Linked DNA regions of Mus musculus: region 2 is linked to region 1. Evidence: chromatin contacts called from public Hi-C data. All regions are on one chromosome and are shown on one strand. The core of a region is the stretch at or near the end of the contact, and the rest is flanking DNA. Distances in the headings are between cores, read along the strand shown. Region 1 overlaps Lrfn5 (leucine rich repeat and fibronectin type III domain containing 5). Region 2 has its middle 86 kb from the start of Gm527.

Region 1 (7,385 bases), core at 1,978-4,477:
AAATATCAAAAGGAAAGATTTTGCCAATATGACCAGCTTGGTGGACCTGACTCTATCCAGGAATACAATAAGTTTTATTACACCCCATGCTTTTGCTGATCTACGAAATTTGAGAGCACTGCATTTGAATAGCAACAGATTGACTAAAATTACAAATGATATGTTCAGTGGGCTTTCCAATCTCCACCATTTGATATTGAACAACAATCAGCTGACTTTAATTTCTTCCACAGCCTTCGATGATGTTTTTGCCCTTGAGGAGCTGGACCTGTCCTATAATAATCTAGAAACGATTCCCTGGGATGCTGTAGAGAAGATGGTGAGCTTGCACACCCTTAGTTTGGATCACAATATGATTGACAACATTCCTAAGGGTACTTTCTCCCACTTGCACAAGATGACTCGGCTAGATGTAACATCAAATAAACTGCAAAAGCTGCCTCCTGACCCTCTGTTTCAGCGAGCACAGGTGCTGGCCACCTCAGGAATCATAAGCCCATCGACTTTTGCATTGAGTTTTGGTGGAAACCCCTTGCATTGCAATTGTGAGTTGCTGTGGCTGAGGCGATTGTCTCGAGAAGATGACCTTGAGACGTGTGCTTCTCCTGCACTTTTAACTGGTCGTTATTTTTGGTCAATTCCTGAGGAAGAGTTTTTGTGTGAGCCTCCGCTCATCACTCGTCATACACATGAGATGAGAGTCTTGGAGGGTCAAAGGGCAACACTGAGGTGCAAAGCTCGAGGAGACCCTGAACCTGCGATTCATTGGATTTCCCCTGAAGGGAAGCTGATTTCAAATGCAACACGATCTCTGGTGTATGATAACGGGACACTTGACATCCTTATAACAACTGTAAAAGATACAGGAGCTTTTACCTGTATTGCTTCCAATCCGGCAGGGGAAGCAACACAAACCGTGGATCTTCACATAATTAAACTCCCTCACCTACTAAACAGCACCAATCATATCCATGAGCCTGATCCTGGTTCTTCTGATATCTCCACATCCACTAAGTCAGGCTCGAATGCTAGCAGTAGTAATGGTGATACAAAAATGAGTCAAGATAAAATCGTGGTGGCAGAAGCAACTTCGTCAACAGCATTACTAAAATTTAATTTTCAAAGAAATATTCCCGGAATCCGTATGTTTCAAATCCAGTACAATGGTACTTATGATGACACCCTTGTTTACAGGTAAGACAAATGCAGCCATAATGGATCTTTGCTGACCAATACAGTGCAGGGTTTGTTAAGCACTATGACTTTGTATTGTTTCTAAATTGAAACTGCTATGCTGTGCTGTAAATGTAGCAATCCAGCCTTCTAGTGGATAATGTCATATATGAAGTGATAAGTCTATGTGGGGAAGAAGTTTGAATGGCATTGTTTCAAATGGTACACATTTATATTTAATACTATGCCTATTTTTTTTAACCTCGTATGAGGGATGTGACTATCATACAAGACAGATATACTTTAAAATTTCAAAAACATACCAGAATTTACACATCCACCTGAGTGTTCTTTCCTTCAAGGAAGTCACGTTGGGAGGCTATCCCATTACCCCAAAGATGCAGCCATTGCTCAAAGCAGTTTTGGAGTTATCTTTAGAACCTTCGGCATACTATTTTGAATATCCTCAGTGGTGGCAAATCTTCGTCTTTGAGGGTGAGTTTCAATTTTGGAAATAAAGCCTTTTGGAGTCAAGTCTTGTGAATAAGGTGGGTGACCAAATGGGTATTGCCACTTTTGGGTGATAAATAGGATGTAATCATAAAGTATTGAGACTGATGCTTTGAGTGGTTGAGTTATGTGTGCGTATGCTGGTTTATGTGCATGGGTTCTTAAGATACTTCCAAAGAGGCTAAACATCATATTTTGAGCAGTAAAAGTATCACTGGAGTTATGTATGCAACTACTGGGACAGGACAGTGACGGAGAATTTGCATATGCTAATGAGTTTCTGGTATGTTTTTCTAAAGTTCAGCCTCATTGATTTATAGTCACATCTTGTCCAATTTTCAGTTGGAAATTCACAATTTTTATTCCATATAATTTTACACATGACATATTATTATGACCCCTAGGAAATGATCTAAAGTCACAGTTTTGAAAACCTATAACCTTTTGGGTAAGTTTAGTTTTTATATACAGAAACTAAACCCTTGAAAATAATTTGTGTTTCATTCATGTATGGAAAAGAGATTAATTTTTTAAAATAAATGTAGACTAGTGGGAAAAAAAAGTATAATAGCTAGCTATGTAATCAATCTTGGACCAGGTTCTACCTGATTGAGTTTTAATTTCCTCATCTTTAAAATGAGAACAATTAGGCTAAGTGGTTTCTAATATCCCTCTCATCAGTAAATGGTTGTGGTGGCACACTGTGACATATGAGTATTAGCAGAATGTAGTTTACTGCTGTTTCACAGGCTCTCCACACTCTCCACAGATGATATTCAATTGCTGTTCAATGAGAAATACTGACCTCACCCCACTTTCCTGTATTGTCCATACATTATAAGTGTTAACTCTGTCCACATTTTACTGGCAAAATCCCAAAGAAAAAAATTCTTTGTGGTGCTGAGATCCTTGCTGAATTCCTGACCAGAGTGAATGTTATCTTCAGAACATCAATATCCAATCCATTGCATTTTATAAAGTTTATATATTGATATCCAACATTTACAATACACTGACTTATTGGCAGCATTGATTTTGGTTATGAATACATGCTCTTGCAAATTTTCTGCTGCATTCAGAGCACACTATGTATGTCGTGTTCCATTTTAGTTTTTACCATGGTTTGAAATATTTATAATTCATTTTCAGGAAACAATTTTAGTTTCACTCTTTATTTCCAAAACAATAATACTTTAAATTGTACTTGGTTACATCTTAGAAAAAAGTTAGCAATAAATAGGAACACAGAAAAATCATGTCTATGGAATGGCTTCAGAGATTTCTCTAAACATTAAAAAAAAAAAAAAAGTCTCTTGATTGAGATTGTCACCGGCATATGTTGGCTCAGTGAATTCATACTCTTACCAAATGTTTTGTGTCCTGGTTATTGCTCACACATGCACATCGCACTCATTAAGACAAACTGGAAACTAAGGCAGAAGAAATCACGATGTCTGTAAATAAAATCTGTTCATCCTGGTAACAGTAGAAGTTCGTAAAGACAGCCTCAGCAGGTTCCATTCCATAGCAGCTTATTACTGATTTGGAAAGCAAATGCTCTGAATCACAATTCCATTCTGGTTGCTAATGTGATTGTCAGTGTTTTCTCTCCCTTCAAATTGCCTTTCAGCCATAGAGGTGTTGTAAGTGCTAAATGGATTTGTTTAGTAGTCAGATAATGTCATAGTCACACCTTTCGAAAGCAATTTGTCATAAATGATTTTTTTAGCAATGGCTTTTTATTAGGAGTCCTGCTTTGCCAAGCATTGTAATTAGTAAGCTTGTCACGGCCTGGTGCAGGCACCATTAATATAATGCGAACTGTAACAATGAGCTTTCGGCTCTTCTAACTGGGTAAATATAAGATCAGTTCACATCTCCATGTTTCATATCTGCTGTAAATGTGCTTATCTTAATGAGGATTGAAGGAGACAGACCTAAAGCCATAATGACTTTGCGTATATGTGTTGTTTTGTTGCTAATACTAACACCTATTCCATTGTCCCTCAGAATGATACCTCCTACGAGCAAAACATTTCTGGTCAATAATCTGGCATCTGGAACTATGTATGACTTGTGTGTCTTGGCCATCTATGACGATGGCATCACTTCCCTCACTGCCACAAGAGTCGTGGGTTGCATCCAGTTTACTACGGAACAGGATTATGTCCGTTGCCACTTTATGCAGTCCCAGTTCTTGGGTGGCACCATGATTATTATCATTGGTGGAATCATTGTTGCATCCGTGTTGGTTTTCATCATCATACTAATGATCCGGTATAAGGTTTGTAACAATAATGGGCAACACAAGGTCACGAAGGTTAGCAACGTTTATTCTCAGACTAATGGGGCTCAGATGCAAGGCTGCAGTGTCACGCTGCCCCAGTCCATGTCCAAACAAGCCATGGGCCATGAAGAGAATGCCCAGTGCTGTAAAGTTGCCAGTGACAATGCAATTCAGTCTTCAGAAACATGTTCGAGTCAGGACTCTTCTACCACTACCTCTGCTTTGCCTCCTACCTGGACTTCAAGTGCGCCTGTGTCTCAAAAGCAGAAAAGAAAGACTGGCACGAAGCCAAGTGCTGAGCCGCAGAGTGAAGCTGTCACAAATGTTGAGTCCCAAAACACTAACAGGAACAACTCAACTGCCTTGCAGTTAGCTAGCTGCCCTCCTGATTCTGTTACAGAGGGGCCCACATCTCAAAGAGCACATACCAAGCCAAGTAAGTTTCTCACTGTGCCTGCTGAGGGATCTAGAGCCAGGCACAGGGCCTCCCTCAGTGGAGGTTTAAAGGACTCTTTTCACTATGGTAATTCCCAGCTGTCTCTTAAGAGAAGCATGTCTATGAATGCAATGTGGACTTAGCACTGTATTTCTGATGTTTGCTATGGAAAAGGAACTGTTTTAAATGTGTAGTGCGTATAAGAATCCTTTGTGTAATCTATTTTCTCTTTCGAAAAAGCACAGTGATAATTCACAGAGGAAATTGAAATTTGAAACTCTTCTCTTTTGTGTCTGATACTTCCACTTAGGATTTTAGAAACCTTCTAAGAGATAAGAGTATAGTACCTTCATATACATGCATGAAGGTTACATGAATAAAATGGCAAACTTGGGAGAGCAAGAGACCACAAGAGTGCCTTCTCCTTCCCTAAGGCTAATATACAAGCCCTCTGATATACAGCAAATCAAAAGCAGAACTCACAGGGCCAAGCGATTTCTCAGCCTATAAAGGCAGCAAGCCTGCCAATCCTGACCAATTAGTGAATGGGAACCAATAGTGGAAAGAGGAGAATGGACTTCCACAGATTGTCCTCTGACCGTCATCCTAGTCTCACACCACCATCTACACAAAATACGTAACAGTTTCTTAGGTAAAACCCTATCACATAAAAATTAGATTTTGTAATTTAAACAGAAATCTGTTTATGGATAGCTGAACATTTTCAATTGAAGGCACGATATTATTTTCAGTGACAATTATGTTGTAAGGAACAATGTAATATTTCAATTTATTATTCAAATTAAGCATTGCCAAGAAGGCTAAAGTAAGTAACCTTCTAAAGAAAAGTCTTGGTTCAGGTGCCAAAATTGGGCAAAGCTACAATTTTTTCCCATAATTCAGATTCTTCAGTGGAAGATAATATAAAAGGAAATTTATTTTACATTTATCATATATGCTAATCCATAGAAATATAAAGGTGATCACAATTATTCTGAGCACAACTGTTGAATGAATGTGTTTTATTTTTTAATAAAAGGTAAAGAATCAGGTAAAAATGCAAGCCTGATTCTTTAAACAAGTGTTTGCTTTTATCACCAAGAAAATAAAAACTTCGAAAGGAGGACTTGTCTGGTTAACACATTGCTCATTAATCAGAGTGACTTTTTTTTCTCTTATTTGTTATAAATGTGCTGTTGAATGCTTGTCTTTTTAAGTAAATTAAAAACAAAACAAAACAAAAGACTGTGATAAATATAATCATATGTATTATAGCAGGGATGCAATACTTTTAAGAAGTATGTAAAATTAGTTGTATGTTTCCTGGATAAAACATTCTTGGAGATTCATTGAAGTCGTGATTCATAGATACATTCCTATATGGGGTTATTAAATGATACACACGGTTCCATTTTTTTCTTTCTAATTTTACTTTCATCTTACTGGGAGGGTCAACTCAGCACACAGGTATCCCAAACTGACCTCAATCCCACTTTGAGTTTAAGATTACCCTCAAGGTTCACTTACATTTTTTATTGGCTATTTTATTTATTTAAATTTCAAATGTTATCGCGCTGAAAGTGTTTGCAACCCCATAGGAAGAACAACAATGTCAACCAACCAGAACTCCCAGGGTCTAAACCACCAATCAAGATCGACTTACACACATGTTTCCACTGCTGGGGTGCTGGGATTATAGATTTGCACCACCACTTCTGCCTCAAATTAAGTCAATTAATTTAAATTTGGCAGAGGTCCATTTTATCAAGTGCATCCTCTAGCTGCTATTAAATGAGAGGTCAGATTGAAATGATTGGATATGAGTTTAGTGTCAGCCTTTGTAACTGTTTCAGAGCTTGCTGAGCAGGCTCCTTTGTGCTTTCTAAATCCCATCCCTTTCTTGCTTCCTTTATGAGGGTTTACTTTTCACTGAGCAAAGGCTAATCTTACTCCACTGCCCCATAGACAGCTCCTTGAGGACACGTATGGTCACCTGTGTGGAAGTAGTTCATAAAAGCATAGCAACTCTCAAGGTAGAGTGACTCTCCTCACTGCTATGGTAACAATGCCTAATTCAAACTGTATTTTGAATTCACACTGATCAAATTATTTCTAAGAAAGTATAAAATGGCAGCAGCATTTTAATCTTTCCATTCTGAGATTTACTAACTTCTTACTACACTGTTGAATGGGCAAAGTTTTCTAGTCTTCACAAAGAGATGCTTATAGAGGACAAGAAGACCTGGAGATCAAAGAGAATAGGCAACACAACATGCCTGCTGGAAACTACTGAGAAACTCCAATCTTGCAATAGCTTTGTTTTTAGAAATGATCACCCTGCTCATGCATCTTTTGAAGTATAGATTGATAATATTTCATTTCTCATAGGCATTTGAAAATCCTTGATGTTATACCATTTGAAAATTGACTAAAGTTATTAAAATAATTAATGTTTTTAGTATTTTCATAAGGCTTTTCATGCTTGGAACTTTGTCTCTTAAACATAAATATCTAAGCCTGTTTTAAATTTTGGAAATTTATATTTCAAGAGATCAAAAAAACCCTATCATATCAAGAGAGACATCTGATGTTCATGTGTACAAGACGCCATCATATGATTGCAGTTTTGCTTATGGAGAAAAGTAATGTTAGATATTATAATGCCTGATACAGAATAAATGCCTAGTTGACTGAATGTGTAAATGGATAAATAAGTGCATGAATAGCTCTAGGGATAGAGGTATTATTATTACAAATATGCATGGTTCTGATTAATTAACATCATGATGATTGGGGTCCAGAAGTTAATTACGTTTCTACAGTAATCAGAGACTCCATGCTCTCCTTGTTTTTCATTTGCCCTATAGTATAGTTCTAACCTAACCTGCCATATATACGTGGTCTTCTTTGTTGTCTTTTTTTTTTTACTATAGGCAGAATTGGTATATGATTTCTATTTCCCTTTCTTCATTATTTCAC
Region 2 (7,385 bases), core at 3,092-5,591, 3.0 Mb after region 1:
TCCCAGGTTCAATCTACAGGACTAGATGATGGAAGGAGAGAATAACATTTTCAAGTTGTCCTCTGTGTGGTAGATACACACAAATCATGGCACATGTATGTTGGAAATATACATGTAATAAATAATAAATATTAGATAAATGTAGCAACAGATTATAGAAACTACTACTTTGTTTTTAACAAAAAAAAAAAAACTGACTAACTATAAACTAAATTTTTATTCCAGATAATGTGCCAGTACATCACAACAAACTATTTTCAAATAAAAAAGGTCATATGGGTAATGCCTTCAAATATGTTACTTTTACTGTTGACACTAAACTGAAATCTATTTTTTCTCCAGTGCTGGAAAATGAAACCAAGACACTTAAAGGAACCTTTCTTCCTGTCTCCTGTCATTATTACCCACCACTGAGGGGATCCACTATAGACAGCATCTGTAGAAATGTCACTAGCATACTTTCCTGAAGGGAATCTCGATTTGACAACAACCATTTGTAACTAAGGAGCAGTCCAGGAACATGAGAAAGAGTTAACGTTTTGTGAAAACATTAAGAAGATAAGATTTCATAGTTCATGGAATTTTATAGTAATAATTCCCAAATGTATAGTTTATATTTTCAGTAATTTTTAAATGTGTCTTTCAAAATCTCAATGGTATGCATAATTTTTAACAAATTGTGTTAACAAACTAAAAATGTGAGACCACAAAGTATATAGTTAAAGGCAAAATTCAGGAAAAGGTCTTGTGTTTAAGTAATTTTTATATCACTTTCAGGTTTTATGGTTCTGAACAAACTATTTAAAATTTGGTGCCTTGAACTCTTCAATATAAAATGGGAAGATACTAAGAGTAAACGTCTTGCTGCAGTTGTGCTAAGGAAACATTAAATAGAATACGTGTAAAGAACTTAACACCATGTGTGGCACACAAAGGCATCAGCTTCCAAACGCTGACACCATTGCATACACTAGCAAGATTTTGCTGAAAGGACCCTGATAGAGCTGTCTCTTGTGAGACTATGCCGGGGCCTAGCAAACACAGAAGTGGATGCTCACAGTCAGCTATTGGATGGGTCACAGGACTCCCAATGGAGGAGCTAGAGAAATTACCCAAGGAGCTAAAGGGATCTGCAACCCTATAGGTGGAACAACATTATGAACTAACCAGTATCCTGGAGCTCTTGACTCTAGCTGCATATGTATCAGAAGATGACCTAGTCGGCCATCAGTGGAAAGAGAGGCCCATTGGACTTGCAAACTTTATATGCCCCAGTACAGGGGAATGCCAGGGCCAAAAAGTGGGAGTGGGTGGGTAGGGGAGTGGGGGGGAGGGTATGGGGGACTTTGGGGATAGCATTGGAAATGTAAATGAGGAAAATACCTAATAAAAAATATTTTTAAAAAATTATCTTTGGCTCTTTTAAACTTCTTGCCTTCATCTTTCTTCAGCTTAATAAAAAAAAAATTATGTACTTTCTGTTTAACCTACTCAGAGGTAAGGTCTTGCTCAGTTCTTTGATGCTAAGGGAACTTTCCTGACCCTTTGAAACTAATAAGGCTACCAAGCAATGACTTGGTAGTTACACAGTACTTTTGGCCACTCAGGGTGCTATGCTGTGTTTATGGTGAAGCAATCCTGACATCTAGTGGTGAGAAAGATGAACTATCTCTTTTGGTAAGCAAATGGTCGAAATAAAAAACCTGTAGTCTCCAGGCATGAATACTGACATTTTAGCCCACCTTAAGTCCAATTAAACAGATGTTGGTTACTCCCAAGATAGAGGCCATTGGGAATATCTGGCCTGGACAGTCAGTGCAGCTGTTAATGGGCTTTATAGCTGAGTAGGACTGATGATTGCACCTTTCTCTTGTCAGCTTCCATAGCACCTTCCCATCCTAGGAGAGCTTGTCCTCAAGGAGACTTCAAGCTCATTTCCAGTTTGATTCCTAAAAGTCTGGTTCAAAAGTGTGTGGTGTTTTCAGCCATAGGGTCTTGACTAGCTACAGTGGCAATAGGTTAATAGTTTGCGAGTCTCTTGGACTCCCCTGGTCCACTACTCAAGGGGAGGGTTTCCTTGCCTAACACTGGTTAGATTGTCTCTGGCTTTGGGACTAGCATTGTCATCTCATGTGGTGTGTGTGTGTGTGTGTGTGTGTGTGTGTGTGTGTGTGTGTGTGCGTGTGTGTGTGTGTACATGTTATATGCATTTAAGCGAGCTTATGAAATAAAGTATTCCCTTAAGGATTGTTCAAGCATTCTTAGTGTTATTTATCTTTCATAACTGTTACAGTAAACCTAGCTAACTAGTTGTGGATGGGGAGATCATTGACACGAGTGAACATATTACTTCCATTTTCCTAAATTAATGTAGTTTCTATATTCTGAATACTTAGCTCTTACCCCTCACCAAAAAAAAAAAAAAAGAGAGAAAGAAAAAAGCCTATTCTTGCCGCAGACAGAGGCCATAATAGAGCTATACAACTGGCAATAACGCAGGAGAAAAAATGGCCATGGGAGTTTAGCCCTAACTAGTACATCTACAACTCCTTGGAAGAGGGAAAAGAAAGACTGTAAAAGGCTGAGAACCAACCACCAGCTGAGATGGTGCCTCCTAGACATGGCAGTGGTGCTACATTCATGAAATATGAACAATAGGGTTTCCTAAAAAGACTTGCATAATGATGGTACCAATCAATATACCATGGATGGGGGGAAATTTCACAATGAGCTACATCAACTAGTGGCTGCTGAGATAGGGAGAAAGGGATTTCTTCAAGGCTAAGACCCTGATAGCTTATCCAATCTCTACAGAGACCTCCTACCCAGACTTGCTAACTCCTTTCCCTGTGCTGTATGATATAAACACACTAAGGGGGTATAGTTTAGTGTGAGTCCATCAGAGTGCACACCACTCACCTGACTCCAGATTTTCTGTCTATGTGTCTATCCTTTTTCATTCCCTTTTGCCCCAAGTCAGGCTTCTGGGATCCCAGTCACAAATAGTGATGTATGTGTGAGAAGGACTGAATTATTTAAGTGCATCATGTATATGTCTGATGCCCATAGAGTCCAGAAAAGGGCATTAGATCCTTGGGATCTTGACTTAAGGTGGTTCTGAGATAGGCGATGTGTATGCAGAGACCTGACTCCAGGTTCCCTGCTAGAACAGCAAGTACTTTTTACTCTTTACCACTGAGCTGTACCTCCTGCTGCTCATGTAAGAAATTCCTACAGTTTTTGTTTTGCTATTGGATGTAATTTTTCTTGCTTTCATTAGTAATTTTCCCAGCCCTTTGTTATTGAAAAATATACATGAAATACAAAACTCCTTCATATTTTGTTTAACATAATCATTGAAATTCTCTAATATTTACTATAAGACTGCATACAAAGGAGTTCAAGAAATAAAATGTCATATTCAAGGCCTATTTGTTTGTCCCCGTTATGTTGTATTCATCAGCCTTCCTTTTCTAGACTTTTTATGTTTGCCTAGAAAGCAAAATGAGCATTACTATTTCTTTTAAACACATTTTTGGGAGTCAGAAAGATGAGTCAGTGGTGAAGAACAGGTACTGCTCTTGCAGAAGGCTCTAGCTCAGTTCTCTTCACTGGGCTGGCCACAACTGTGGGACACTGTAGTTCTAAGGGATCCAACACCTTCCTCTGGCCTCTGTGGGCGCTTGTACATACCTGTACACACACATATACATGCATTAAAAGTAAATATCTTACTTTTTCCAGTTTTAAAGTAAACAAATCAATTTTTAAAAAAAGAATGCGGGTTAATGTAATTGGGGATGAGGATTTCAAGTAGCCAATCAGCAAAACAATGAGATATGGCTGATGTAAATGGTGAACGCAAAAGCTGCCAAGTAATAGATGAGTAATGACTGCCATTTAAAGACATTTTAAGTGATTTTATTTAGACGAATTTCCTTGCCATAAATACACCCATTGAAATTAAATCAGTTATTACTAATTACTGAAGCTGTACTACTGCTATTTTTGCCCTGGTACTGTAGTTACTTGGTTAGAGTCTTGTATGGAATATCAAGGATATAAATCAGCAACGGAAACTCAGAAGTCAATGTTTTTTAAGGTAACAAGAACCCCAGGACAAACTCAAGCAGGATCCCGAGTCAGCAGAGCCATCTGGTTATCATCACCACCATTAGTCACACCTGCCATTTGCAGTGCATGGTGATGTAGCCTTTCAGGCTCTTTCAGGCTCTTCCACTAAGTGTGCATTTATTCAACAAGTGGTCTGTCTACGGTGCTGCCAGATTGGGTAATGACCATGGCGGATTGCACAGACTTACCCTTGTGTTCGCTGAAATTACAGATTCCTAGACTGTGATAATTACAAAGCTTCAAACTGTTCGTTATGGGCTGAATGTTGCTCACTGCCCCAATACATATGGTGAAGCTCTACCCTGAATACCACAGAATGCAGCTGTGTTCGACAAAAGTGAAGTAAGACCCTTCAGATGGGCATCTAATCTGAAAAAGACATTTGAGCACACAAAAGAACCCCAGTAAAGGAAAATGCTGTTTGCAGACCTTAAGAGTGGCCCTTACAGGGAGGGAGAGAGAAGGGAGGGAGGGGCCTTGGGAAAATCAAACCAGTTAATTCCTTGATCTTGGACTTTTAGCTAAAAATTCTGAGAGATGAATGCCTGTTGCTAAGCGACCAGTCTGTCATGATTTCTTACAGGAGTCACAGCATACTAATAAGCTGTGATAGAATTCTATTTGGGGTGGGGAGGGGGTTACAAGACTGTGAGCACAAGTCTTAGAGCACCAGCCGTAAAGAAAGTTTCACAGAAGAATGGACTCCAACGACTGAGAACAGGTTACAGGTTTACAAGACAGAAGATGAGAAACATTGAGGCTTATGCCAAAGAGAATGGTTGAAGAGGGTCCTTTCTAAAAGTAGGGCATATTTTCCAGAACTAGGGAATGATCATGTGGTTGAAACCACATGCAAGTGAGAGCAGGGAATGAAAGTAAACTAGTGGAGGAAGATGATGCCACAGGATGTATGCATTTGCAGGTCAAGACTTAAAAGATGAGGCGGTGGTGGCGGTGGTGGTGCATGCCTTTAGTCCCAGCATTCATGAGGCAGATCTACATGAGTCTGAGGCCAACCTGGTATACAAGGAGGGTTCCAGAACAGTTGGTGCTATGTAGAAAGACCGTGTATTAAGTAATTTATATATAAATTATATATATATATATATATATATATATATATATATATATATATATATATGGTGAATGGGGAAGCTGAGTCATTTGCATGACATAAAGAAGTGGCGTTATGGGATATTTGACCCTGTTTCTAGATGTGGTGTGTCTCAGCCCTTAGCACACATCTCTAATCCCTCTGGCTGGATACAGACACTCCCTTAGTATTCATCTTTAACTCTAAACAATGAAGGTACAGTTAGTTTGTAAAAGGGAGCACCCATGTTTGAAAATTATATCTGATAGAGTAGCATAAAATGTGATGAATCAGAGAAAGATTTGACAGACTAGGATATGCCCAACTCTCAGGAGAGGAGAAGGGAGACAAGCTACTTAAGGTAGAGCCAGAACTAGGAGGAAGCGGTTCCAAGCACAGGAATACAGTAATGTATATGGAGAGCTGTGCAGTAGAGTTGAGAGGAAGAGTGGAGCAGCAATGAGAGGGAGAAGGAGTCAGGTTTACCAGGAGAGCTTTACAGAGAAGGATGGAAGAGAGAACAAGCTAGACACAGGTAAAGACAGAAGAAGCAAGGGAATGAGAAGGAGTCAAAAGTTTAGAAGTGATTACTAGTTAGTTTGAGGCCAAGCATAACAATTCAGAGGCTGAGAGAGAAGCCACATTGAGTAAGTCAGCTGGGAGAGGAGCTTCAGTCAGAACAGCTGAGTTGAACAAGCCAGCTAGAGTTCAGGAAGAAGTAGAGTGAGCTTATGCAGCAGTAAGTCTCAGAGGCTGAAAACATTCTAGGCCTACATAATTGTGCGGAGGCTAGAAGCTTCCAGGACTAGGCCAGGGCTAGCAGACTGAAGCAATAAGCCTCAGAGATGACATTTGATCAGGCAAATGAAAGCTACTTTTACAAAGTGACATATTGAGAAGAAGGTTATAGCAATGAGATGGGTTGTAATATTTAAGTTTCACAATTGTGGATGGCTCACTTAAGTGGAATCAGCATTTATCCTTCTGAAATTGGCTCATCTCTTAGCACAATGTCCTCAAGGACTCTCTGTGTTTTCAGAAGTTGAAGTGTTTCCTTCTTTTTCAAGACATTAATATTCCATTGTGTATACATAAAATTTTTATTTAATTAACCTATGTTGGCTATTTCCATCTCCACTATTATAGGAAATGTTTCAATGAACATGGAGTGTTGAACTCATGTCAAGTGCTCTTACCATTTCTTGAAAGGAAGGAAACTGTCCAGAGTTTTAGATATGTCTTTGCATTGATTGCTCTGATAGTATCCTGAATAGTCAAGATCATCAATTGCGTACAACAGAATTCTTCACTTAGTGTTATACTTTCGCAAAGCTATTTAGGCACAAGTTAGTTTTAAAGAAAGACATGGTTCTTTTTGTTGTTGCTGCTGGTTATAAAACATATAGGTTTAAAAAGGCACTAAACTCTAAAGGAGAGACATAGGTGAGGACACAATTTAGGAAATGAAATCTTAGTCCTATTTTGAATTCATTAAATCTGTAATTGAATTGGTCTTTCAAATAAAAATGTCAAGAAGTTAGTGTTATGATTTAGAAACAAAATGTCTTCCAAAAGATGCATGTGCTAGGGGTTTAGTTACCAGCTAATAAGTTTGGGAAAGGTGTATGAATCCTAAAGAGTTTGTCCTAGAGAATGGACTAATGCCTGGATGGATTCTCAATACGATGGCATTATTGGTATATGGGCTGTATAAAGGTTATGGGAAATGTTTCCTAAATGACTTACCTTGTCCTGGCACTTTGTTCTCTCTTCCTGCCCACACAAGGTGAACAGTTCTTTTACACCAAATTCTTAAAATTATAAAAATAAAGAATTTCAGCAGAGATAGATGCTAGCAGCCAACCATTGGATTCAGCACGGGGTCAAAGAGTTAGAGAAAGGACTGAAGGAGCTGAAGGGGATTGCAACCCAATAGGAAGAACCACAACATCAGCCAAACAATACCTCCTACCCCCACCCCAGAGCTCCTAGGGACTAAACCACTAACCAAAGAGTACACATGGAGGGACCCATGGCTCCAGCTGCATATGTAGCAGAGAATGGCCTTGTTGGGCATCAATGGGAGGAGAGGCCCTCGCTCCCTTGAAAGCTCCATGCCCCTGTGTAGGGGAATGCAAGGGTGGGGAGGTAGGTGGGT

What was found. A called contact is a pair of places that touch in the nucleus more often than the background predicts.
Region 2: a Hi-C map of cortical neurons shows a contact between it and region 1, with 2.2 times the contacts expected there. The contact joins two enhancer-like sites. A contact is called at or near these places in 9 of 484 Hi-C or Micro-C datasets (cerebral cortex, cortical neurons, differentiating embryonic stem cells and 5 more).

Annotation. Positions count from the first base shown.
Region 1 is chr12:61,839,619-61,847,003 of GRCm38.p6, forward strand. It overlaps Lrfn5 (leucine rich repeat and fibronectin type III domain containing 5), which reads left to right. Exons shown (of 6, transcript NM_001310586.1): 3 at 1-1,194; 4 at 3,694-4,406. Among named protein-coding and RNA genes, the nearest start is that of Lrfn5, 320 kb to the left of the region's middle. Within about 2 kb of position 3,228, at least 8 of the 459 cell types and tissues checked have an H3K27ac peak or open chromatin away from gene starts, as enhancers often do. A contact at or near this core is called in cortical neurons, where this site is marked.
Region 2 is chr12:64,828,225-64,835,609 of GRCm38.p6, forward strand. No RefSeq gene overlaps it. Among named protein-coding and RNA genes, the nearest start is that of Gm527, 86 kb to the right of the region's middle. Within about 2 kb of position 4,342, at least 10 of the 459 cell types and tissues checked have an H3K27ac peak or open chromatin away from gene starts, as enhancers often do. A contact at or near this core is called in cortical neurons, where this site is marked.